Linked DNA regions of Mus musculus: all the other regions are linked to region 1. A link is a contact called in public Hi-C, HiChIP or PLAC-seq and promoter capture Hi-C data. All regions are on one chromosome and are shown on one strand. The core of a region is the stretch at or near the end of the contact, and the rest is flanking DNA. Distances in the headings are between cores, read along the strand shown. Region 1 holds the start of 0610025J13Rik (a long non-coding RNA gene). Region 2 has its middle 51 kb from the start of E130114P18Rik. Region 3 has its middle 81 kb from the start of Gm38709. Region 4 has its middle 27 kb from the start of E130114P18Rik. Region 5 holds the start of Atg4c (autophagy related 4C, cysteine peptidase). Region 6 holds the start of Usp1 (ubiquitin specific peptidase 1). Region 7 has its middle 60 kb from the start of Gm40207.

Region 1 (3,562 bases), core at 761-3,260:
ATGACCTGCTAACATTTCCCCTTATATCAACATCCAAAACATATTTCTTGACCACCTGATATACGTGGAGTACTAGCTGTTCAGGTGAACGCTTTGGAGCCTGAGAAATGATCCCTACTTCATGTGATATATCATATACAGAAAAGCAGACAGAAAATAAATCAAATGCAATAACTTTATACTTATAACCAGTGAAAAGTGGCATGAAGGAAGACTCAGACACCAGGAATGACAATAATGTTTATCTGATTGATCCAGAAGGGATGGAGTGGAGAGAAGTATGGGTTATACCTCTAGGGATGCACTCTTGACGACGGAACACTGAGGAAATGATATTCCCAGAAGACCTCAAGGATAAGCCTTCAAAACCAGTGAGAGTCCAGCAAGTTCAAAGACATGAAGCACAATATACTGAGAGTGCCAAAAAATGGGGCTAAGGAGTGGGGAGACTACACTAAGGCAAAGAGTTATACAAGGCTTAAGTATGCCAGGATGGTGATACTGGAAGACTAGAGAGAAAGCTGGAGGCATTGCAACGGTCTGAGTAGGAAGTGATAATGACTTGGAACACAGCAGGGCTGAGGACCAGTGAAGAGATCTGAGGGTCTCCAAGAGGTGACATGACTTGAAGACTAAATGTGGGAAGTTGGAGGAGAAGGCTCTCAAGCCCATCTCCAGGTTTCTAGCTTAAGCAAGTGAGTGAATCAAGTCTGCTGACTACAACTTGTTTCTCTAACCCTTAAGTTACATACATTAGAGCCCACGCAGATGCCTGAAACCTTCTCGGGTCGCAGGTCTTCCTTGAGTGCTGCTCCTGTGCACACGCTGGGGTACAGGAGTTTTCATCTGTGTGCTCATCAAACCTTCATTAGTAGAAGACTCTCCCTGAACTATGGAAAAGTCACGTGTGAACACAACCTTAAGTTTTTCCTTTCCACTCTGCAGACATACTTAGAGATGCCTGCCAATGGAGCAAGAACTGGAGAAAAACAAGCTGGCCCTTTGGGATCATTTAAGAACCAGGTGTGTTTCCTTATCATCACATAGAGTTTCCCGGGCATCTTTGGTGTGCAGGCTAGGAGATAAATAAAGATACATTCCTGGCCTGAGCAAAGAATATATTCTCTCAGGGGATAAAGGGGAGGAAGGGAGAGAAGGGGGAAGAGAAAGGAAAGGAGAGTGGAGATTGGGGGAAGGAGAGAGAGGAAAAGAGAGGGAGGTAGGGAGTGGAGAGGAGGGGTGGAGAAAGGGAGAGGGAGGAAGGGAGAGGGAGAGAGAGATCAGCACAGCACAGCACAGCACAGCAGGTATGTCAAGCAACTTTGTCCCATTTAACTTAAGGCAGGATTACTGACTACAGAGGTACCCAAGCACAGGCACAGCCATGAAAGACTGGAGAGGGTGTGTTTGAAAGACGTCTTTAAAGAGACCAAACGTTTGCTAATCAGAGAAGAGGAGGAGGAGGAATTCTAAGAGCGGGCAACAGCCCTGGGAAAAGCAGAGAGGTAGCTGGGTACTGAGGGTCAAGCCCCCAGGGAAGAGCAGAAGGTCCTGAATCCAGGCTGGGAACGAAAATGTGACTTCCGGTTCTCTTCTGGAACCTGTTAAACTCTTACCAGTGTGCAGAGGATACTCAACACCTGCCCTAGAAAGTTCTAGTTTTGAGACTCAAATACAGATAAACAAGGGATCCCTAACTGCAACCATGGTCTCATGAGCTCTGTGTTTATCTCCTGGGGTTGGGAGCACCTCTCTCTCCAGATCCATTGCAAGTGGGCACTTGACCACTCCTAGAACTCAGATCTTCTAGAGGGCCCAAAAGATGTGGCAATGGGTTCTTGTGGGCTGGTGAGTGCCGACAAGAGAAGGACTGTAGAATTTAATCTCAGTCGGCAAAGCAGTACCATTGCTCTGGTGTGACAGTGACCTCCACCAGAAAACAAAGAACGAAAGCGTGTGTGTGTGTGTGTGTGTGTGTGTGTGTGTGTGTGTGTGTGTGTGTGTGTACGTGTGCGTGTCCTTTAATTTTTAATAGCTATTCAGACAGTCCTTGGAGAGGGAATTGGCAGGTTCAGCGGGAGGCTACTCCCCCACCTGTCTCCAGGCACTGCAGACACAGCTGCTGCGGAAGGAGACAGTCAAAGCTTCCAAGGAAAGAAATGGTGCGGAGAGCTGGGGGTGGGAGGAGGGCGCCTTTCACACAAGCCCACTGGGGACTGGGCCTGTCTAGCAACTGCAAAAACAAGCCAAGAGGACACAGTCGGGCTCTATACAACTTCATGTTAAGTAAAATCCATTCAAGAGCCAGCTCAAGAGCCGCTTCAAAATCATTGGGGTTTTTTTTGTTTTGGTTTGGTTTTTGTTTTTTAATGGGAGAGCAAGGTAACCAGAGCTTTGGTGAGGCCATGGTCAGGTTTTGCTGCTTGAATCAAGAGGAGCCCTGAGGATTTACGCGCTGTCCTAAGACTTGAAACCGAGTACACAAGACACAAAACTTCCCCGTACAGTGCCTAGCAATGTCTTTATCTGTACTCCCCTAGGCTGAAAGGACACACAAGGTTGGGTTAAAGTTCAACTCCCAAAGAAAAGGAGGAAGGGGGGTTGGGGGGAGGACAGAACGAGAGAAACAGCGGAGTCTAAGAGACGGGGAGGAGGAAAGACTGGGGTGGGGACGACAGAGAGAATAGCAGCCCGGGCCAGATTTCAACTGTCCTGATGCAAATGTTAGCAATTCTACGGTGGCCGGGGGCTCGCTGCTCCCCCAAAGTAAAGCAGCAATTAGAAAAGGGGAAGAGGCCGTTTTAGAAGATGAAAACTAAAGCAAGGAGGTATTTTTGGTATCGTTTTAATCACAAAATAGCATGAATGTGGTCTGTGCCTGCGTGCTACACAAACGTCGATTTCAATACAACTGAACGCTAGTTTGAAAATTTCCATTTTTGTAATTTGCTTCCCTTTGTTAGGCCAAGATTTGAGAGAAACCTGGCAGCGTCCCCAAGCCTGGCACGGGATCGCCTCAGACGCACTCGGCTGCTCCGGAGGCGGAGCGCGAAGCATCGGACCCGGCGGGCGGAGCCAAGCCAGCGGGGCGCAGCGCAACGCCTTCCGCCAGGGCGTCTGCCGCCACCTACCGGCGACCAGGCAAGCGTCAGTGCGACCCCAAAGCAAGCTGCTGTGAGCTGGCTGGACCTGGTCCCAGCCACTAGCAACAGCATTTCCAACAAAGGCCACCCGTCTTAGCCTACCCAGCTCAGAAACTCCTGTCTAAGTGCTCTGCCCTAGGAGTTGATCTAACTGCTTTATGTAAACCCAACCTGAGGACGAAGGCAGTCTGTGATCCCAGTATACGCTCAGCGAAGAGTGTGTGCTCCCACAACAGTAGCGTGAATGAACATATGAATGAATGAACCAACCTATTTAAAAAAAACAACAACAACAACAACTTTCAGATATATTTATGTTTGTCAGACATTTTGTTGGTGGCTAGTAAAGTCTACAATAACTGTGTGTATCCCCTCTCCAATGTGTGCAGCAGTAATGTACAACTGCCAAATTCATCCCA
Region 2 (3,413 bases), core at 205-2,704, 690 kb before region 1:
TCAGTAATGGCACTGCTGGGCCCCAGAAGCTGCCCATGCTGAGAACATCAGACAAAGTGGCCCTGACTCAGGCAAGGTTAAGCCAGTAGGAAACAGAGGATGGTGGACCCAGACTAGAAAGGGTCTTCATGGTAGGAATTCAGCAGCTGGCATGAGAGGTAGAGAGGCTCAAGCCATGGAGAAAGGGACAAAGGAGGAGAGATTATATTAAAACCATTCTCTCCAATAATTTATAAGCAAATGGGGTAAAAACCTGGGGGGCTAGTATGATTTTTATCCTGTTTCTAGTTACTCAGCACTGAGTGTCATCCATCAATATCTTGGTATCATCAACACTATGATCCATGTATCCAGCACCCTTATTTATAGAAGGACACCTCTGTGTATATAATACTAGGTAGTTTCTATAGTTAGAATCTCACATATCCCCCACAATCCTGGAAGAAACTTTAAATGTGGAACTTAGAGGAGCACAGTACATGAAGATGTACTTTCCAGGGTTTATGGGATCCTAGCTCCTACTCTTCCTTTCTGTCTTATTCTCAGCCACCAGAACGTGAACAACTTGTCCCACACTGCACCACACCACACTCCTACCATGATGTTCTTCCCCACTGTAAAATAGCAGGGCTGTCTGAAACCACATAAAACGTGTCTAAGACTGGAAACCCAAATAAACCTTTCTTCTTTTTAAATTGATTGTCTCGGGTATTTTGCTAGAAACATTAAGCTGCCATAGTTGTCAATGTGTTAGCGTGAATTATATGCAACTACCAGCATTTGGCTATTGTTTGCTTGAGAGAGAGAGAGAGAGAGAGAGGAGGGAGGGAAAGAGAGAGAGAGAAAGAAGAGAGAAAGAAGTAGGGGTTAACTTCATGTGTTTCAGACCCAGTTTCTATAAGGGTTGGTCCATTAACATGGTGATGGACATGACCAAAGAAGGAAGGAAGGAAGAAGAAAAGACTTGAGGGGATGGTGGCCATAGCAAGGACAAAGCCCACCAGCATTTATTGTCAGGGCCCCTGCAAATAACTATAGATTTGTGGCCCAGGGGCCTGGACTCCAGACAAGCCAGGTGTTGTTTACCAGCAAGTCACAGAAGTCTCAGGCTAAGCTGCCCCCTCCCCAACACCCAGAGGCCCAAACAGCCCTGGCCGGCCTCTCTCTGTGAACAGAAATCAGATCACATGTTGCCTGAAGTCAGATATGTGACCAGACTCGGTGCACTGTGCAAGATTTCAGCGATGATGAAAATAGCTTTCTCCTGCTGCATTTAACATCTGGTGTCACAGATTTTTGCTGAGAGCCATAAAATCACTAACTTGCAGAGAAAACCTCATTGTGGAAACATACATTTCTGGGGGAGGGGGTGGCAGCCAGAGCCCGGCTGTGTTCTCAGCCTGCCTCAATGACAACTTAGCAGCAGCCCTTTGTCTCCAGGGAGGAAGATGAATTTCACAAAGCCTTGAGAGGAATCTGGGGCAATAGAGAAACAGCGCTAGGCTAGCAACTCCGTGTCACTGACTAGCTGAGAGACCTCAGACTGGTTTCTTAACCTCTCGGAACTTTCATTTCCTTATCTAATAAATAAATAAATAAATAAATATATATATATAAATATATAAATAAATAAAAGCAAAGATAAAAATAGCCACCTGCTGGGGTTACTGTGTGGATTCAATGACTAACATATGTGGCAGGGCCTGGCACAACAGTAAATGCTAGCTGCTTCTTCCTTTCTTCTTTTCTTTTTTTGTTCCCTGACATTTCCTTTCAGACCCAAGTCTGCCTGAACACTGTGGCATTTGTCAAAGCTCCTGCATACAGAGTTCCTGCAGTGCCTGGCCCAAGTAGTGGGCACTTGGTCCCTGGGGCCATGCTGGGAGGAGCTCTTCCAGGATTGACAACACCTATTGAAGGCCTCTTATGAGCAGTGCCCCAAGCACCTGCTGAGTGTGGAGGGAACTGTAGGGCCTCTGGGAAGCAAGCAAGGAAGCAAGGAAGGAAGCAAGAAATCAAGGAAGGAAACAAGCAAGGAATCAAGGAAAGAAGGAAGGAGGGAGGGAAGGAAGGAAGGAGGGAGGGAAGGAAGGAACGGAGGAAGAAAGCAAGGAAGGAAGGAAGCAAAGAATGAAGGAATCAAGGAAGGAAGCAAGGAATCAAGGAAGAAAGCAAGGAATCAAGGAAGGAAGCAAGGAAGGAAGGAAGCAAGAAAGGAAGGAAGGAGGTTAGGCAACCACAAGCCCACCCACCTGTGCTTCTTTAGTAACCCCATTCTATCCAGGAAGATGCATGGCCTATGGATTCAAAGAATCCATGACAAGGTGAGGTGAGGCCCAGGTTCACCTGTGAGTAGATGGGATTGGAGAGACACTGTACAACTTAAACTAAGAGTGAAGAGAGGCTGCCTACCAGCCACAGCCACATCTGGAACATGTGTCTTTGTACTTGACACTCTCGGCTACCTATGACATATAGTTTCTGTCTCATCACTACTGTGAGCAGAGTGTGAGTTGCTCAACATGATGTGTGTGACCACAGTACTGGTCTGCTCCTCAGTATGGACTTGACCTTTACCCAGGCCACAGGTGCTGCAGATATCAGCTGGGACATCCACAGTCTTCCTCTGCACAAAGTCCCTTGTGTATTCTGTGTCCTTGTCCTCTGTCTCTGTCACTGTCTCTCCATATCCCCATGTGTCTGTGCCCTTACTCTCTGCATTTTTCTGCATCTTTCTGTCTGTCTCCTTCATTCCAGATGCTATCTACCTGCACTACTCCCCCAGCTGCCTGGGGTCCCCCACAGCCCAGCCACTCTTCACATATTTTTAACTCTCAATTATTATCTTTGCCGTCACCATTTCTGGCAGCAGGCCACAGCAAACAGAATGTGAGAAAGCAAAAACTAATGAGCTTCTTCAGAGAGAGTAGGGGGCCTCTGTTACACGTCTAGTCCTTGGAGTCTAACTTCTGGCACTTCCATCACGTCTCCAAATGGTAGGTGAGGGTTGTTACTTTTCAATTTGGTTGGGCTGTGTAGCACATTGCAGCAATTAAAATGCACCCTTCGTGTAAAATCACAACAGGGCCAGCAGGAAGGGTGCCGGTGTGTGAGGACGTATTTCTTTAAAAGTTACTTTTTTTTTTTCACATGTTCTCTGAGGTTGAGATATGCTACAACCAGATTTATGCAGGAAGAGCAGCACACATATCATTCATGACAAGGCATGGCCCTGACTGGTTGAAGACCTTCCAGGGCTTGATAGGCCTGCCTGTGGTTGAGTCTGGGTCTCTGGATTTAGCCTTGAGATTAAACTGACCTACCAAATTATGCGGTGGGTTTGGCCAAGTCAAGGGGCTCACCTATGTCTTCATCAGTCATTCCTCACCAATAGTTCATAGAAGTTCCCAGAG
Region 3 (3,506 bases), core at 371-2,870, 630 kb before region 1:
TTTCAATGCACTCAAAGCCAGACGCTTAAGAAATAGCATCTTGACACTAGACCAAAGGGCAAGAAGCAGACTCCACAAAGATGAAGCCCAGGAGAACTGAAGGGAAGCCAACCAAGTCTTGATAATTAAAAAAGAGAGAGAGAGAGATGAGGTCAGGAACATGTGGAGATGGTTTGGATGATTCGGTGCATATCTGTGAGAAGTATGCCACTTATATTTATTAATGAATATAATGATAATTGCTCCCAAAGGCCCCCACAGTTGGTGTTTTATCACTGTAACAAAAAAAAAAAAAAAAAAACCAGAGATAACCAACTCAGAAACACAAGAGGTATGCTTTACATCATAGCTTTGGGGGTTTCTGTGTATAATTGGTCCCATTGTTTTTGTCTATAGAAGTACAGCACAGCACATTGGGAGCTGCCCACCTCATGGTAAAGAAGTAAAGATATAGAAGGGGATGATGTACCCCATTTAAAGGGACATTTCCAGTGCCCTATGGATCTCCCCATAAACTCAACCTCTTAAAGTTACACTGCCTCAAAGCAGTGCCACACTGGAGGAACAAGTTCAGTGCCACACTGGAGGAACAAGTTCAGTGCCACACTGGAGGAACAAGTTCAGTGCCACACTGGAGGAACAAGTTCAGTGCCACACTGGAGGAACAAGTCTTTAATACATGGACCACTGAGGGGCATTTAATGTGCAGGCTCTTAACACTGCTTTCTCTCACTATAGTCAGCTTTACTTTAGAAATATACCGCAGTGATAACTCAAGAGAAACCCATAGTTATCCCTGCTGTGCAATGCAAGTGTGTGCCCACATTGGGCCGTTTTAAAATTGTAGAGAGAAGGCCAACGAGACTTGAGGAAACTGTTCAGATTGGAATAAACACATTCCCAAGGCAGCATTCAAATAGTTGGTGCAAGTAAAATATACTTCCTGAGACGTTACAGTGCTTGTTGGGTGGGCTCATAAACAACAGTGAGACCTCTTCCGGTGACCAGGGCATTCTGAATATACCAATAGAAAATGGAAATAGAGCCCTGGCATAATAAGGCTCCAGTTTCCATGGCTGTCATTGATCTTGAATGTCTACCTCTAAACACAATGACTTAACTTGGTTTGGTTTCTCTTGCTACAAAGCCAGTCTCATCAATACCCAAGCCCAGACCCAAGCCAGCTCTCTGAGTAGAACTCAACTCTGGCCTTTCTGGAGAGAGACATTCCAGTCCCTGAAGTCCTTAGCATTTTACAGACTTCTTTAAAGGACCAAGTACAGTGTCTGGTACAATAAATCTGTGTTGACTTCTAAGCCAAGGCTGCCTGTGCTGAGGGAAGTCATGTTTTCACATTTATTAGACTTTCTTATTTTATGATTCACTTCATGGGACCCATGCCAGCAGCCCTGATGCTTTAGGAAGTGGACTGATGACTCAGGGACACAGTGTTAGATGTCCCCAACGGAGAGCTACAAGTGCCTCCTGGATGTCTCAGGCAGCCTAGAAGCTGCATGCTCAGGTTTGGCCAATGCTTTCTCTGCATTGTCTCTGCCTATTGTGTGCATGTGAGGAACGGCTGTTAGCATGTGCTCTGTGCTCCCTGGAAGAGCGGGACCAAACCTCACCACTAAAATGGGAAAGTTTCCATGATTTCATTCTCTCACCCACAGTGATCTCCGGTTTGCACGCTCGGATGAGGGGAGAGGTCTGCTTTCAATTAGATTTACTCAAAGGGGGAAAAAAGTGTTTTTAAATGGTGTGTAAAAATAATTCAATAAAGGCCTCAGAGGTGTGAGCTGTTGTCATACTCCTGTTTGGAAAACGTCACTCAGAAGGCACCCAGAGGCAACAGAGGGATGTGACACCTTAAAAAATTAATTTGTGAACCAAACCTTTGAGATTACTTGTCCTTTGTGCCAAGCTTCCAGTGTCCTCACTGGGGAAACCCGAGGCTCGGGACTGTTAGCCAGGCTCGGTCATGTTACCTGGTTTGGTACTACAGAAATTACACTTTTTTATACTTTCCCTTTAATTCTAAATGTCACCAAGAAGGTTAGCCCCTAACACAAAAGATACTCTATGGCCTTACTACAGACAGTTACCTACTCATAAATCTTGGTCAGACAGTAATGGGGGTATGAGAAATGATTGAATTCAGTCCAGTATCACAGTGTTAGATCGAGGGGAGACCTGGAGAAGGTGAAGCTGGGGAGTCTCAGAGGAGACAGGAGGTCCGCCCACCCCACCCCACCCCCTTGTGCTGAGAACCCTCATCTTTTTGAATGACATTTTAGATGCGTATGAGTGACGTCATTCAGGATGGTAATAGTTCAGTGAACACTCGGATCCCAAGCTCAGTAGGAAAGAAGAACTGAAAATGAGATGGAGGGACTGGGTTATGCTGTATCCCAGCTCAGTCAATCACTCCACTGTACGATCCCAGTGTCGGGATCAGGGCTGCCAGTATTTCGTACAAAACAACTGAAGGTCCTTGGGAGGGAAGCCACTAAATTGTTATAAAAGTCATTGAAAGTGGGTTAGTGAGATGGCTCAGCCAGCTGAAGTGCTTGCCGCCAAGTCTGACAACCTGGGTTCCATCTCTAGAAAACATGTGGTACATGGAGAGAAGTCACTCCCACACGTTTTTTTGGGGGGGCGGGGGATAAATCTAATTGAAAGCAGGTCTCTCTCCACATCTGAGCTTGTAAGAAAGTTGTACTCTGACATACACACACATACACATACCACATTCACAGCCACCCCTCCCACACACGTGCATAATAAATAAGTGTAACATTAAGTCATAAAAAGAGACACTATGGTTAAGGGAGTTAACATTGTTCCATTAAACAGTGATCACTTTGAACAAATCATTCTGACTGGGCCTTCCACTTATGCTAAAACCATGTGCCTCTAGCCTCCCACCCGGGACCAACCCCACAGCATGGACCACCTGGGTGTCTGGGATGAAGGTCTTCCCACGGGTTACTCTTCTACTTGACAGCCTATGTCTAGCCACTAGGCATAGTCCTATGAGCATGTCACATGAGGATTCTGAGCAAAAAGACCTAATGGCTCCCTGCTGACCACTGGTCAAAATCATGACTCCGAAATGCCTGTCAAATGTTGCAAATTCTGGTGCACACTCCCTCCCACAGCTTCTCTGGTCCAAACTTCCTGTTGCCTCCTCACCCCCACTGAACATGTTTGCTCTGAGTCTTTCCCTCAGAAGGACTGGCTTCTCTCCAGCTCCTCACTCAGGCTTCACTTTCCCTGACTGCTCCATTGAAGACTGTAGTCCAGATACCTGCCTTACCAGCTAGATCTCTCTGTGTGACACCAACCCCACCAATCTCCTCTCTGTGTGACACCAACCCCACCACTACCACCACCACCTAGAACACAAGCTTGATGAGAACACCAATTCTTGTCAGCCCTCTTTGTTGTGTGCTAGTTCTGATAACTAGAGAGTCCATATTTGCCAGAGAACCAGAGTCACTGAC
Region 4 (3,273 bases), core at 454-2,953, 710 kb before region 1:
GCTGTTCTCAAAACGTCTGGCAACTTTTTTCCTGCTACACACTGAACTCCAGCAGAGAGAGGATCCCAGTAAGATGTCATTTCACTGCAAAACACGGCAGCGGCTCTACTGTTGGCTCCTCCCATTCCCACCCCTATGTTCCTCCAGGCTGCCACCCTGGTTCTCTACATACCCCAACCTCTCCTGCCAATTCTCCTCAGATGAAAAGAAAATCCAAAGGGGCTGGGGCACAATGGGGGCAAACGAAGGAAAAAAAAAACAAAAAAACTACAGTCTTTAGTTCCTATCTTTCCTTCTTGGGGCTAATTTTCCACTTCTTGGTTGTTCTGATCTCAGCTATTTGCAATAGTTATATATAATTTAGCATTATACAAAAGTATTGTCATATCAAACATAGTGAAATGGATTCCAAAAACACCATCTGGTATTTGGGAATGCACTGTGAGTTGGGAACGTGAGAAGAGATATTCTTTGCCACTTTGCTTGGGATCCAGCCATTAGCAGTGTAATTGCCAAGAAAAGGTGACAGGCTCCCGGCTTAAAACAAGTGGGTTCCTCCCCCCTTCTCCTATTAACTCTTGTGAGCCCTAAACCGTGTTAAAAGGGACTCTGGGGATCAGGCAATTTAAAGAAGGAAGAAAGAGAGAGAAAGACAGAGGGAGTGAGAGAGCGAGGGAGGGTGGGCAGGAGGGAGGAAAGGAAAAAGGAGGAGGTTAGAGGAGGAGGGAGATTCAGAGATGAATTAAGAGACAGAGGGAAAGAAGATCTGTGGACTGGGGTAATTGTGCTTTCAAATTATCTGGGTTTTCAGTAGATTTGCATGTTGAGCGTTTTAGTCTAAAGCCTGTTTCAAAATCCTCATTAGTCTCCTCTAATCCATCTAAAATTATGGAGGCCTATATCATGAAGGTCATCTGTGATATTGAAACCTATCACAGGGTTAGTATCTATGCCTCTATAGGAAAAAGAGAGTTCCTAACATCAAATCTCCTGAAACTGATGTTTGGAGGATGGCCACACAAAGGAAACAAAGGAAAGAGGGCTCTCCACATTTACAAACTTGTCCCTTGCTTGTCCCCTTTCAGCTAAGAAGAGTAAAAAGGAGGTAAGAAATAAAAATAAATTTAAAAGAAGAAAAAACAGAGACAAGACAAAAGTGTCATCCTTTGGGGCAGAAATCAGAGAGGACTTCTTAGCAGGAGATAAAAATAAAGAAACACCAAGGGGGAGGGAGTAGAAGCACAGGCTGTCATAGCTCTGTTCAGCCTGGCATTCACAACCAGGGTCCAGGTCTGTTTCAGGCGACAAAAAGAGTTCACAGTCATTTTTTTCCCACTCTGGTGTCAGAAGTTAGGATGTGCGACCCAGACCTGCCATTCCATTACATGGAGTCAAATGATATCTAGTGGGTGGATGAACGCCTGCCAAGGCAGAACAGTGAAAGCTAACTCTCTCCGTCGAGCTCCTGTTTTTAAATATTTATATCTCTGGCAGACTTTTTTGGGGTAGAGGAAACTGAAGGCTCTTTTGCTATCTGTCATTTCACCCAGGCAGGGGAGAGAGTCGCACAACTTGATTTTTCCTCGAGTTTGGCACCAGGAACAGGCGATGGCGTTTCTTTGGGGTGGTGAATTTTGCTTTGTGGAAAAATGGCCCAGACCAAGGATTTTTACAGGAGCCAGCAGCCGCTTTCCATGCTGGCTTGGGGCAGGGCCAAGTTCCCATTAGCACTGCTGTTACAGTTCTGGCCTGCCTTGCAGTGGGCTGATACTGGCAGTGGCCATGGCCTGTTAGAGAATCTACCGAGGAAGAATTGACAGCCTGAGGTGCAGGGAAGTATATAGAGCTAGGAACTGGACATCAGGCATCCCCCCCACTCTTGCCACCAGCATGAATTCTCTTTGCATTTGCAATTTGCTTCTGCCTGCCCCTAGTCCTGATGGCCTTGCTTCCTTCGCTGCTCCTCCTTCTTCTATGCCCCATCTCTATCCCAGGGCCTAGAATACAGCATTAGCCTTCTATCAGTGAAGCAACATCGGAGCATATGCATGGAAGTGGTTCCACAGGTAGACATGAACATTGATAGACCTGCCTCTTAACAGTGGCTCTGCCTCCTCTTAGCTGTGGGACTGCTGGTAACTTTGTTGCCCCTTCCATAGCACAGGGGAGGGGCTCACTTCTCAAAAGGATGTGGTATGGCCTGAGACAGATTGTAAGGGAGCTGAGACGATCCTCCGTTACCTCCTGAGCACAAATTATTGATGGTTGTTTGTTTGTTTGTTTGTTGTTGTTTGTCGGGCATAACAAAATGCACCCAAAAACAACACAAGGGAAGAACGATTGATTTGGTTTCTGCTCATCCTGAGTCTGGGGCAGGACAGAAACATCACAGCATGCACCAACGAAAACGCTGCTCATCTGACCAAGGCAGGAAGCAGAAAGACAGGAAGGGACCAGAGACACGTTACCCTTCAAAGGCATGTCCTAGGCAAGCAATGTCTTCCAGCTAAGCCCTGCCCCCTAGTAACCTCTTGAGCTAGAAACTTGCCCATGGGTTAATCCACTGCAGAGCTTTATACATCCACGATCCTGCCACCTCTCAGTTCAGTCACTGGCAGCTGGAGGCACAAACCTTCCACACATGAGCCTTTCGGGGTCCACTCCTTCATAGCCAAGCCAAAACTATACTCTATGGGTTTTGTCATCATCAACATTAGGTGTATGGTTCTGTCTTCAAACCTGTTGGACCCTTTTCTATACCAAGTATTGTAGTGAATGCCAGAGACATGGAGAATGATAAGACACAGAACCTTCTGGGAGTTCTCCATTAGGCAAACCAGGTTAAACAACCACAAGACAGCTACATACAACTTTTGCTCTCAACTCAAATTCCTTTTTAAATTTTTTTATTAGGTATTTTCCTCATTTACATTTCCAATGCTATCCCAAAAGTCCCCCATACCCACCCCCCCACTCCCCTACCCACCCACTCCCCCTTTTTGGCCCTGGCGTTCCCCTGTACTGGGGCATATAAAGTTTGCAAGTCCAATGGGCCTCTCTTTCCAGTGATGGCTGACTAGGCCATCTTTTGATACATATGCAGCTAGAGACAAGAGCTCCTACTCAGCTATTAAAAAGAATGAATTTACGAAATTCCTTGGCATTTCACATCATCCTGAGTGAGGTAACCCAATCACAAAGGAACTCACACAATATGTACTCACTGATAAGTCGATATTAGCCCAGAAACTTAGGATACCCAAGATATAAGAT
Region 5 (3,207 bases), core at 28-2,527, 870 kb after region 1:
TAAATCTCGGTGGTCAGTTTGACTACATCTAGAATTAATTCAGACCAAAGCTGCTGGGTACTGTAGTGAGGAGTTTTCTTAATCAGATTATTTGAAGAAGAAAGACCCACTCTAAATTTAGACCACATTTTTTTGGTAGCAGTCCAAATAAAAAAAAGGAAGGAAACTGTTCTACATCCATTTGCCCCACCTTTGCTGGCAAGTTTATTTGTCCAGTTGCTGCCAGTACTAAATCCAATTTCTTTGGAATTGAAATGAAGACAGTGCTCCAGGAATCTTCCAGGATCCAAGTGCCAGAATGGGATTTCTGAGACCTGTAGCCTCATGGACCAATTACCAGAGTCTTGGCCTTTTCAGTGTGAGACAGCCATTGTTGAACTACCTGGACCACATCCTGTAAGCAAGTCTAATATACACTCCTCTTATCAGTTCTGCTTCTTAGAGAACCCTCATACAAGTCCTTATAGAAGTTATGAGAAGGACAGCTTGTGAGATCTGTGCTATCTCCTCTCCAAGTCATCAGAAAGTGTTCTGCATTTCAAAATATGAAACAAACTATCCAAGCAGACAAAGGAGCAGATACCTTGTTATCTATGCTAATAAATGACCCTCTTGTTGTCTTGTTATACCCCTGTCCGGCCCATGTGACTGGTGAATAAATTGCTCTAGTAATTAATTCTAGGCAACTGTTTTCATGAGACTAACATGAAATAACTTTCCCAGCGTCCTAGCACAGATCTCTTATTCCAACACTAGGGGATTGAGAGAAGATAATGAGTTCTGGGTCAGTCTGGCTGTATTGCAAGTCCCTATCTTCAAATAAAACGCCACTCAATTCTAATCGTGAAACAGTTAAAATTCAAAGAACATATTTTGTATTCCAGAAGGCGTTCATTCTCTCGATGTTTAACTGTTTAACTGTCTGGTAGCAGAGATTGTTGATTTTTTTCCCCCTTGTAGTTTCTGCTCTTATTTCTTATGTATTGCTCCAACAGTCTGCGTTACTGAAAACAATATATTAGTAGAATTACATGTTGACATCATTTAGTATATCTCTCCCGATTTTTTTTTTAAAGGCAGGTCCTGTACTGTAATTCTTAACATGAATCTGAATGTGAAAACTGAATGCTCCACCAGGATGTAATCAATACCCCATACCACAGCTTGCCTTGGAGTAGACAGACTGTTAGTCTTTTAATCCAAGTGGGCTTGGTTTTAAGGACCCAGAGCTCTGTGCATGCTGGATCTTGTAGTCCCGAAACCGCAGACGCTCACCGTGCGTGGCGGGTAGTAGCTGAAGTCCAGTAGTTACAGTTACGAGGGACAGCTGTAAATCTAACTTGGGCCTGCCCCTCACAAATGAACTGCTCTAGGCTCTGAGCTTGCAGCCCGGGAGCTTAGGGTCTCCGACAGGGCTTCCTGCAGGACCGCGGCCTGCGGAGGCTTCGGTGTGCTGTGCTACGGTGGCCGCGCGGGGCCGCGGGCCGCACGTCCTGCGGTGCGTACGCGCTGTTCGGAGCGGCTGCTGGAGCCGACGCGCGTCTGGTGTGGGGACTCCTGCGCGGCTGTACAGTTATCCAGTCCCGTGTCGCCGAGGGGTCGGCTCGAGGCTGGCGGAGTGGAGAAGGTTGGAGCTTGGTGTTTGTAGTCTACGAATGGCCGGTTCTGGGGGCGGCCCTGCCCTTGGTGCAGACCCGTGGCCAACCGTCTGGGTTCCTGGAGGGTTTTGGAGCCTCTCTCGATTCTGCTTCCTCCTGAGGGTTATCTTCTGACGACTCCTCCTCGCCCTTTGAACTGTAAGCCTTCCAGTGGCCGGCTGTTCTACCCTTCTTGACCAGGAAAGGTTTTCTCCCTAGCCGCCGTATCCCATTGACTCTTCCTTGTTTCTCTTCATTTAAAACAAAAAGAGTGTATGTGTGGGAAATGTTAGATCTCAATCTGTCCGTCTGTAGCCCCGTTGCCCCTTTCGTTGTTTGAAACCGCAATCTGTAGCATTATATACCCTGGCTGTGCTAATAACGCTGACTTCATAGACCGGCTTTTGCTCATTCTCACATGCCCACCCACATCTGAGGGTTATTGAAGTTGGAAACTCAGACTACAATCTTCCGTGCGATGACCCGACATCACTGGGTCAGCTCAGCATAACTCTGCTTGAGTTTATTTTCTTAGGGTTTTTGTCGTATATTTTTGTTATCTTTATTGATTACTTTTCCACACGAGGTTCATTGCGACCTCGGGGCTAAGACTGTATTATTTTATAGCTTTTTAATCTTTGAATTACTTAGGTGAAGATTTCCTTCTGTTTGTTTACCTTTTCTGACCTTACATTCCCTTGGGAGTTTGGAATTGATTTTGTGTCAGTTGATAGCAGATAGACACAAAGGAGTGATCTTTCCTGCCTGCTGCTTGTGGCTTTTAATTAGATTATGAGTCTTTGGAAGTGCCCAGAGGGATTGGAAAGGTTTTGAAATGTATTTTCGGAGTTTCAAATGATAAAGCTTTTATTTTTCCAACTAGGGAAGAGTTCTAATTAGTCTAGTGTCTGAAGCTAATTAACTGGTTCACCTGCCATAAGAATTTGAGAACTGAAGTTAAAAACTGGGCAATGTGAGGGATTGTCTACATTAGTAAAATGAGTTTAGAGGCCCCCTTAATTGATGCTTTTTCTATAAAAGGGGATGCACATATATTTTAAAAAGAATATTTTGTTATGTGGGTGTTTTTCTACACATATGTCTGTTCATCATGGGTATGCCTGCTGCCCCCTGAAGTCAGAAGAGGGTATGTGATCTCTAGGGACTGGAATTGCTGATGATTACCTTGGGTGCTGGGAATCGAACCAAGGTCATCCACAAGAGTAGCCAGTGCTGGTGACTGCTGAGCTAACTCTTTAGCCTGGATACAAATATATTGAAAAATGTTTTGTGAAACTCTTTTTTTGAAGCTTTGTTCTTAGTAGTCTGATAGAATTGGTTAATGCTTTTGTATTGCTATTTGCTAATGTTATACACAGAGATATTTGGTGTCTTATTTTCTGGGAACCCTGTAATTTAAGTGACTTTCCCAGCTGCCTTTTTAATTATTGTGTTGCAGTGTTTCTAATACTTCTTTGTTTTGTTTTGTTTTGTTTTAAAACAGTCTAACCACACAACCTGGGCTAACTCAACTCTTTCTTCCCACCTCGGTGTCCAGAGTGCTGGGTTT
Region 6 (3,454 bases), core at 15-2,514, 600 kb after region 1:
TCAACAGGGCATTAAACAGGGCAACACACACGGAGGGCACTAAACAGGGCAACGCACACAGTGGGTACTAAACCGAGCAACACACACCGTGGCCATTCAACAGACCAACTCACGATGGGCATTAAACAGGGCAACGCACACAGTGGACATTTAAAAAACAACAAAAAAACCCCACTTGAACGGATTTGTACTGAGTTCTCATCAGCTGTAGTACCGCACTGTGAGATCATCTCACAAAAGACAGAGCATACAGAACCAAGCCCAAACCGGGTGAGGCTGTGCGGCTGCCTGTGGGTCATTCGGTACCGGCTCGCGCCAGAACCCGTTGAAGCTCCAGCCGCGAGACCAGCCTGAGAACTAAAACCCTTGTGCAGCCTGCGAGAGGGGAGAAGGACCCGAGGCTCCAAGGCGTTCGGCTGTGCACTGTCTAGCTAAGGCAGTGCTCATTCTTAACGCACAACTTGAGATAGGGTGGACCGCGGCTTCCTCGGTAAACTGGACGCCCAGCGGGCGCCGAGCAGCTAGCAAAGCGCATCAGCCATTTTCCGAGCGTCTTTGGTAACCCTTCCGGAGAGGGCACGCCAGGAGGGGGAAGAAAAAAAAAAAAAAAGAAAGAAAGAGGCGGGCCTGCACCGGGGCCTCGGCCCAGAAGCCACACCCTCCGGGCTCGCCACCTCCCCATGCTAACAAAACGGAAAGCGGAACCCTAACCTCGGCAGAGAAAGCGCGCACTGGAGCGCCAATGAGCTTGCAAAGAGCCGCTCCAGGGCGCCGTATGCTCTCCCGGGATTGGCTGGGCCTCGTTCCTTGTACTTTTTTTATTGGTCAGACTGTCTTCTCTGCCGGCTAATTGTTTTATTCGTATAGGTACTTTTTGATTGGCTCTTCCTGGTGGGGCGGAGGAATGAGGTTTTGGAAATTGTTCAGCCTGGATTGGCGCATTTGAGCACCTGAGGAAGGGGCTTGTCCCAGTCACTCCCTGTCCCATCTCCCGACCCGTAAGCTCCCTCCCCTTCAACTCGCGAGTGCTAATGTTTAAAAAGAATTAAAAAAAAAAAAAAAAAAAAAAAAAAAGAGGGCGTGAGCGAGCGAGTGAGCCTCCTGCGCGCCAGCCCGGCCTCCTGCGCAGCGCGCGCCTCTGCGAGGACCCGCGCGAGCTGCCCGTGCCGCTGCCTGCGCTGTTTAAACTGCAGAACCCGTTAGGCCCCGGGAGGAACTACCGTTCCAGCTGGTTCCGGAGCCGAGCGTGCCGGGGGCGAGGGGCGGTCGCGCGGCGGCTCGCGCCTTTCGCGCCTCTGCAACGTGGAGAGGAGAACCGGCACTTTCCGTGGACGCCACCTCCAGCCGCGACGCTGGCGCGGGCGGGGGTTCACTCGCGGGGGTCCTGAGACTGAGGAAAACGCGCCAAGTTCCCCCTCGGCGGCCGTGCGGGGACCCTGCGGCTCGGGAGCGCCGCCACCGCTGTGCGCCCGTAGCCTTCCCGGCCGGGCTGCGCCGGGGATGTAGTGGTGCCGCGGCGGGCAGGACCGAGCGGCGGCCCGGCTCCCGCTCCGCGGACGAATGGTCACTCCCCCGCGGGAGGCGCCCACCAGCGATCCCTCTCCCGGGACGGCGGCCGGGCTCACCTGTCGCGCCCGCACTCTGCCCGGCTGGTCTCCCCGGCGGCGGCGCCGCGGACTCGCGAAGGGCCATGACCGGGTAAGGAGCGCCCGGGGTTCAGGGCCCGGGGCTGCGCGGCAGGTGCTGACGGTGGGGAGGGCCCCTTAGGCTCGGGCTGCGCTGCGAGGGACTGCCGGCGGGCGCGGCGACCCCCGGGGTGGCACACCCAGGACCCAAGTGCCCCTCTGCCCACGCCTTTCGTAATGGGAGAGGCTGGCCGGGAGAAGAGATGTTTGTGATCGCAGTGTCCTGGGTCGGGGCTTGCGAAATTTTACCGCGCATTTTCTTGACTTACAGTTTCTCCAGAAGTGTGTACGGCGCCACGTGTCTTAACCCTGCGCCCAAGAGTTTGTTTTTATTGTTTCACGTTTTTCTTGAAAGAAGAGTTGAATCCTATCATTGTACACAGATTTGAAAAGTAGTGGGACTGAGGATTCACGGTGTCATTTGGTCAAGAAGACTTAGGGCTAAGTTCATTGTGCGAAGCTTGGGTTATAGTTCTGGAGAGGCTTTTTTGACTGAAAGCTCTGAGAAGGGACGTGGAGAACATAAGATTGGGCACCCGGGAAAGTGTCGCGCTCTTGGTGACCATCAGTGCTGGCTGGCTGTTTAGAGGGTCCCAGATTGGGTGGCTGGCCGAGATGACGGCCGCTGTTTGAGCTGGCTGATGACTTTTCTCTCACTGGCTCCCAGGAAGACACCTTTCCGGAGTCATTAGTGCTTGGGGGAAGTCTGACAGTTTTGCGAAGGCTGGTTTATCATTCCTAACAGGTCATTTCATCAAGAACATTTAAGGGGCCAAGAGACAAAAATTTAAGTTGCAGATAAGATGGGAAATTTTGCCAGTTGTCCAGTTTTTCCTGAGTTGGTTCCCAGAAATGGTTTCCCTGCAGTGTACAGTGAACTGGGGTGAAATGTTTAGGGGTAGAGTTTGAATCAATTTGTGTGTACCTCAACTACTTACTACTTGGGTACCTATATTTGAAACTCGTTCATATTTTTGGAATATTGGAATAGAAGGATTATCTTTCTTCTAGATGTTCCAAATAAAAAATAAATTTCTATAAAGTATCACAGGTATTGCCGTATCTCTCTTCCTCCCTCCCCCGCTCCCGTTTAAAGTTTTACCTTGAAACTTCTAGTCACATAGCTTAGAAACAATTGGAGCTGGGTGTAGCTTGGCCGTAGGACTTCCCACTGGGGAGAAGAGGCTGGCAGGTAGATTTTTGAGTTCCAGGCCAGCCAGGGCTACACTGGGAGACCCTGTCTCAAAACAGAGCATAGTTGGAAAACTAAAGTATATTGTAATCTTTAGCACACATGAGACGGGCAAGTTTTTCCGACCTCTGTTCCAGCTTTGTATGTGTAGTTCACATTGACTACAAGTGGCCTTGTAGACTGTAGTCCCCACTACTACTTTGGTTTCTTATTCATTCCTGATTTTTACCATTGTTCAGTTGCTATTTTTGTATATAGAAAATGAAATTTTGCTTAAGCCTATTGTTTTCAAACTTTGTGTGTGTATGGGTGTGCACAGGAAGTTCAGAGGGCACACTTGAGAAGTTGAGTCCCTGGGATTAAGCTCAAGTTGGTAGGGTTAGCAGCAAGCGCCCTGACCCACTGGACCATCTCACTGGCCCAGAGTTTTTGCTTCTTATTGTATGAATGATTTTAGTAAATGGATATTTTTGAGATATGGCTCTTAATGCATGTACATATACACATACCCATACATATGCATATGTATACCCACATTATGGTAATAAGAATTTAGTAGCAATTTTAAAGGAAGTTT
Region 7 (3,640 bases), core at 574-3,073, 840 kb before region 1:
GAAAGCTGGTGCTGCCATTTAGCTAAATGAATACAGTATGCCCACAAAATTCTAAATAGATGAGTACTTTCCATTGATTAGTACTGCTGTCAACAAGAGTCAGAGAAGCCTCTTTTGCAGTGGTCAGCAGTGACTTTAGGACTCCTGATTGAGCAAAGAACTAAGAATAGCTGTTGAAAGCCTGGCCATGGGTGGGACATCAGTCTCATCTTCTCCAAGGCTCACAGGCTGAGAGTCAGAAAGACTGATTGTAAAAGCAGGAGAAAGGTGCTCAGGGAAGCAGTATGAAACACTGACTTCTAGTCATGGCAGCTGATCTCTTGAACTCACAGCACTTAGGATTACCAGCACAAGATCTTCTCAGAACTGGGCCCCCTCAATACCATGGAGACTAGAAGGCTTCTAACATTCAGACATAGTTCATTGTTGATAGAAGAGAGAAAGAGTTCCTCCGGTGGTATAGCCACTGGTGAGCTACCCGAAATCCTGGAAGCAACATTACTGAACTCAAGGGGCAGCAACAAACACTAAAGGAACTGAAAAGCAAGAGAGTATTTGGGAGGAGAAAGGGGATTAACAGGGTGAGAGGGGGACACCAGATGGTATAAGGGGCCAGGTGAATATGATTGAAATACATTATGCACTTGTATTAACATTTCATTATTGTATATATAACTAATATGTTAAAAAAACAAAGCCATGTTCCAATGATGATCTCATAATTCCCCAACTGTAGCAGACACTCAGAATTAACATATGTTTTATTTCATTTGTATTTGAATTTGTTTTTTCCTTTTTTATTATGCTTTGAGAATTTCATACTTTAGATCCTCAGTGTAAAACAGGGAGACTCCAAAGTAGAAGAGGGGCATAAAGATTTTAAGAGCCAGGCTGCCTGCTATGAGAAAGTATCTTCTAAAGATGGCAGGGAGCTGTCCTCATGAAATACCAACATTATGAGTGCCTAAACAAAACCTGCTTAATAACCACAACAGTCCACCTGCTATCATGGATGTGGAAAACTTCACAAGACCCTCTGCTAGATGGAGATGACTCAATCAACAGCTGATGAGAGAGGGAGAGTCCATTTTCTCCAGGTGTGAGCCCCCTGATAGATTATCCAGTCCCAACTGGTTACCCATAACACATAGACATATGACCAACACTAAATGGACCCAGTGGTATGTGTGTGTGTGTGTGTGTGTGTGTGTGTGTGCATGTGCATGCAAAACAATATTTGAAAGAGTCATGACTTTGAGGAAAGTGCCTAAGGACATGGAAGAAGTTTATGATGTCAAAATAATCTTAACTCCAAGTGGATGAGGGTAAGAATACTCAGGAAGTTCATGGAGTGGAGCAGTGACCAAATCTTCAGTCTTCAAAGGTTTGATTGACAAAAGGCATAATTAAGTTAGGTATTTTGTATTCACAGCACCCCAGAGTGAATGGTATACAATGGGTGGGGAAGTCTCTAACCCTGCCTATACATTTTCCAAATCGAGCATATCAAATACACAGGACAGATTCTCCACTACTGGCAGACAAACCTGGGGCCAGAAGGACTAGCTCTGTGGAGGAAATCCACTGTAAGTGCATGGGGCAAATTTGTCTGGCCTGCATTTCCAGGGATGCAGGATGAAAGGAGGCTTTAAGGCTGCCTAGCAACACTGTGTTTATGCAGCAGTCCTCAAGACTTGGAGGGAAAAAGAGAAAGGAAACAAACAAAAAAAAAAACCTGTTTCTAGAGGCTGCTTGAGAGCTGGAGGAGAGGGGCAGGAGAGCAGGAGCCTGGGAGCAGGCCCTCCACTGCCAAGCAGGTCATGTGATCCCCAGATTCCAGGGCTGCTCGCTGACATGGGAAATGGGCCTGGTGGCTCCCAGACTGCCCCTAGCCCCACACTAATCACAGCACTCCTCTGCTGAGCCATTGTTTTCACAGCTGTTCAGCTGCTCCTGCTTAGGAGGAGGACAGACAGGCCGACTCCAAATCATGGAGAATAACACCAGAGTGCACAAAAAGGGGATGGCGGGGGGGGGGGGGGGCGAGGAGGAGGGTGGAGGGAGGACTGGAAGGATGAAAACTCTTAACTCTTTATTTGGCTACATTAAATACAATGGCTCTTTCTATGCCACGTGAGAACTTGGAGATGAAAACTGTTCTCCATCTCCGAGGTCTTTTGGGGACTAGATTTTTCACCTGAGATTCTTTCTGCCGATAAAAATCACAACAGAATTTGTGCTCCTTTTTCCTTAACACACTCGGTTACACTCACCGCTGGGAAACAGGAATACCTGGATCAGAGTGTAAGAAGGGGAAGTAAAAAAATCAATAGCCTAAAGAGAAAGTGGAGCAGACATTTACAAACTGTTCAGTGGGTACTCGGGATAATGCGAGTATAATGTCATAAGTCCTCACACAAACCGTAAAGGAGATAAAATCTCCACACTCTAAACGCAAAGCTGATGTAGTTACTGACTTGCTTACAATGACGAAGCTGTACACAGGCAGGTCATGACTCTAAGTGAGGTACTGTGACCCCCAAGACAAGGTTCTTGTTGCCAGGTGCCCTGTTTCTTTTAATGGCCCTTACCACTTTGCTGTGATTGTTGGAGGGAGCCGTAGGATGAATTATACAAATGATGGCTTCACACAACATGAGCTTGTTATCTGACTGTCTGGAGGTCAAAAGTCAGATATTGGTTTCACTGAACTAAAATCAAGATGTTTCTTCTGAACACTCCAGGGGAGAATCTGTTTTCTTTTCTTTTCCAGACTGTTGAGCCTGCCAACATTTCTTGGCCCGCTATCCTTTTCTCCACCTTCAAACCAGCAGCATGACCTCTTCTCTCTTCATCCTGAGTCCTCCTCCTGTTCCTGGAAGTGCCTCTCACCCTTCTTGGCCGAGTTAATTCTTATCCATCCCTCGAGACTCAGGTTGAGGGTTCCATCTTCTGATATGCTCAGAGCTGTGAGCATGTGTGTGCGCATGCCCATGCTTGTGCCCTTGCCCTACCATGTTCTGTGTGTGCCGCCCTCACACTTGACAGCTGGATGTAACTGGATATGGCTCACTAGAGCTAATAGTGACCATTTCCCTTCCTCAAATCTTCATTTGCTAACATCGTATTGCTAGCTATTGTAGGAATATTTATGTTACAGCAATAGGAAGTCATTATTCAGTATTTCCACCTTACCTAAACCAGCTTACCTAAATCCCACTGGCTTAATTTCTCATTCCGAGCTTTTACACCCACAGTCTCTTCTTAGCTCTACCTCACTGTTATGGTTTTACCCTTGGTAACCATGGTGAGATGCTCACTCATGCACCTACACTGTCCCCTTTTTCTATCCCTAGTGTGGAGCAATGAAAGGGAATGACCCTCCATAGACTCATGTGTTTGAATGCTGGGCCCACAGGGAGTAACACTATTAGGATGTGGCCTTGTTGGAGTAGGTATGCTTTGTTAGAGGAAGTACATCACAGTGGTAGTGGGTTTTTAGGTCTCCTATGCTCAAGCTACACCCAGTGTGGCACACTGTCTCCTTCTGCTGTCTTCAAATCAAGATGTAGAACTCTCAGCACCGTGTTTGCCTGCATGCCATCCATCATGATGATACTGGAGCCAACCTCAATTAAAT

The links. Promoter capture Hi-C pulls out the DNA fragments that hold promoters and counts their contacts. A called contact is a pair of places that touch in the nucleus more often than the background predicts. HiChIP or PLAC-seq counts read pairs in DNA pulled down with a chosen protein or histone mark.
Region 2: an H3K4me3 HiChIP or PLAC-seq map of embryonic limb bud shows a contact between it and region 1, with 5 times the contacts expected there. The contact joins the enhancer-like site here to the promoter of 0610025J13Rik in region 1. A contact is called at or near these places in 6 of 39 promoter capture datasets (cranial neural crest, embryonic stem cells, liver and 2 more), 1 of 15 datasets of contacts at CTCF or cohesin (large pre-B cells), 5 of 484 Hi-C or Micro-C datasets (bone marrow-derived macrophages, cerebellum, cerebral cortex and 1 more), 5 of 115 datasets of contacts at active chromatin or transcription factors (astrocytes, bone marrow-derived macrophages, embryonic limb bud and 2 more) and 1 of 9 other capture datasets (embryonic stem cells).
Region 3: a Hi-C map of uterus shows a contact between it and region 1, with 2.4 times the contacts expected there. The contact joins the enhancer-like site here to the promoter of 0610025J13Rik in region 1. A contact is called at or near these places in 9 of 39 promoter capture datasets (the C10 cell line, HPC-7-derived erythroid cells, cranial neural crest and 5 more), 2 of 15 datasets of contacts at CTCF or cohesin (the NIH/3T3 cell line and large pre-B cells), 8 of 484 Hi-C or Micro-C datasets (cortical neurons, embryonic fibroblasts, nephron progenitors and 1 more) and 7 of 115 datasets of contacts at active chromatin or transcription factors (embryonic basal ganglia, embryonic fibroblasts, embryonic forebrain and 4 more).
Region 4: an H3K4me3 HiChIP or PLAC-seq map of embryonic forebrain shows a contact between it and region 1, with 4 times the contacts expected there. The contact joins the enhancer-like site here to the promoter of 0610025J13Rik in region 1. A contact is called at or near these places in 8 of 39 promoter capture datasets (the C10 cell line, the HPC-7 cell line, hematopoietic stem and progenitor cells and 4 more), 1 of 15 datasets of contacts at CTCF or cohesin (large pre-B cells), 5 of 484 Hi-C or Micro-C datasets (cerebellum, hematopoietic stem and progenitor cells, liver and 1 more), 8 of 115 datasets of contacts at active chromatin or transcription factors (bone marrow-derived macrophages, embryonic forebrain, embryonic limb bud and 4 more) and 1 of 9 other capture datasets (embryonic stem cells).
Region 5: a promoter capture Hi-C map of pre-B cells shows a contact between it and region 1, with 2.3 times the contacts expected there. The contact joins the promoter of Atg4c here to the promoter of 0610025J13Rik in region 1. A contact is called at or near these places in 3 of 39 promoter capture datasets (3T3-L1-derived adipocytes, pre-B cells and stem cell-derived epiblast-like cells).
Region 6: a promoter capture Hi-C map of liver shows a contact between it and region 1, with 2.3 times the contacts expected there. The contact joins the promoter of Usp1 here to the promoter of 0610025J13Rik in region 1. A contact is called at or near these places in 3 of 39 promoter capture datasets (3T3-L1-derived adipocytes, liver and stem cell-derived epiblast-like cells) and 1 of 115 datasets of contacts at active chromatin or transcription factors (embryonic stem cells).
Region 7: a contact with region 1 is called in a promoter capture Hi-C map of the C10 cell line, with 7 times the contacts expected there. The contact joins the enhancer-like site here to the promoter of 0610025J13Rik in region 1. A contact is called at or near these places in 6 of 39 promoter capture datasets (the C10 cell line, cranial neural crest, embryonic stem cells and 3 more), 1 of 15 datasets of contacts at CTCF or cohesin (large pre-B cells) and 1 of 115 datasets of contacts at active chromatin or transcription factors (astrocytes).

Annotation. Positions count from the first base shown.
Region 1 is chr4:98,319,346-98,322,907 of GRCm38.p6, forward strand. 0610025J13Rik (a long non-coding RNA gene) reads left to right here and starts at 2,011. Exons shown (of 3, transcript XR_376450.3): 1 at 2,011-2,162; 2 at 2,964-3,562.
Region 2 is chr4:97,634,222-97,637,634 of GRCm38.p6, forward strand. It overlaps a transcript of Nfia not described here. Among named protein-coding and RNA genes, the nearest start is that of E130114P18Rik, 51 kb to the left of the region's middle. Within about 2 kb of position 1,455, at least 31 of the 459 cell types and tissues checked have an H3K27ac peak or open chromatin away from gene starts, as enhancers often do. A contact at or near this core is called in cerebral cortex, embryonic limb bud and stem cell-derived neural progenitor cells, where this site is marked.
Region 3 is chr4:97,694,206-97,697,711 of GRCm38.p6, forward strand. It overlaps a transcript of Nfia not described here. Among named protein-coding and RNA genes, the nearest start is that of Gm38709, 81 kb to the right of the region's middle. Within about 2 kb of position 1,621, at least 36 of the 459 cell types and tissues checked have an H3K27ac peak or open chromatin away from gene starts, as enhancers often do. A contact at or near this core is called in fibro-adipogenic progenitors and uterus, where this site is marked.
Region 4 is chr4:97,610,023-97,613,295 of GRCm38.p6, forward strand. It overlaps a transcript of Nfia not described here. Among named protein-coding and RNA genes, the nearest start is that of E130114P18Rik, 27 kb to the left of the region's middle. Within about 2 kb of position 1,704, at least 58 of the 459 cell types and tissues checked have an H3K27ac peak or open chromatin away from gene starts, as enhancers often do. A contact at or near this core is called in cerebellum, embryonic forebrain, heart atrium and 1 more, where this site is marked.
Region 5 is chr4:99,192,657-99,195,863 of GRCm38.p6, forward strand. Atg4c (autophagy related 4C, cysteine peptidase) reads left to right here and starts at 1,278. Exons shown (of 11, transcript NM_175029.3): 1 at 1,278-1,796.
Region 6 is chr4:98,922,546-98,925,999 of GRCm38.p6, forward strand. It overlaps Usp1 (ubiquitin specific peptidase 1), which reads left to right and starts at 1,265. Exons shown (of 9, transcript NM_001301414.1): 1 at 1,265-1,698.
Region 7 is chr4:97,475,163-97,478,802 of GRCm38.p6, forward strand. No RefSeq gene overlaps it. Among named protein-coding and RNA genes, the nearest start is that of Gm40207, 60 kb to the left of the region's middle. Within about 2 kb of position 1,824, at least 108 of the 459 cell types and tissues checked have an H3K27ac peak or open chromatin away from gene starts, as enhancers often do.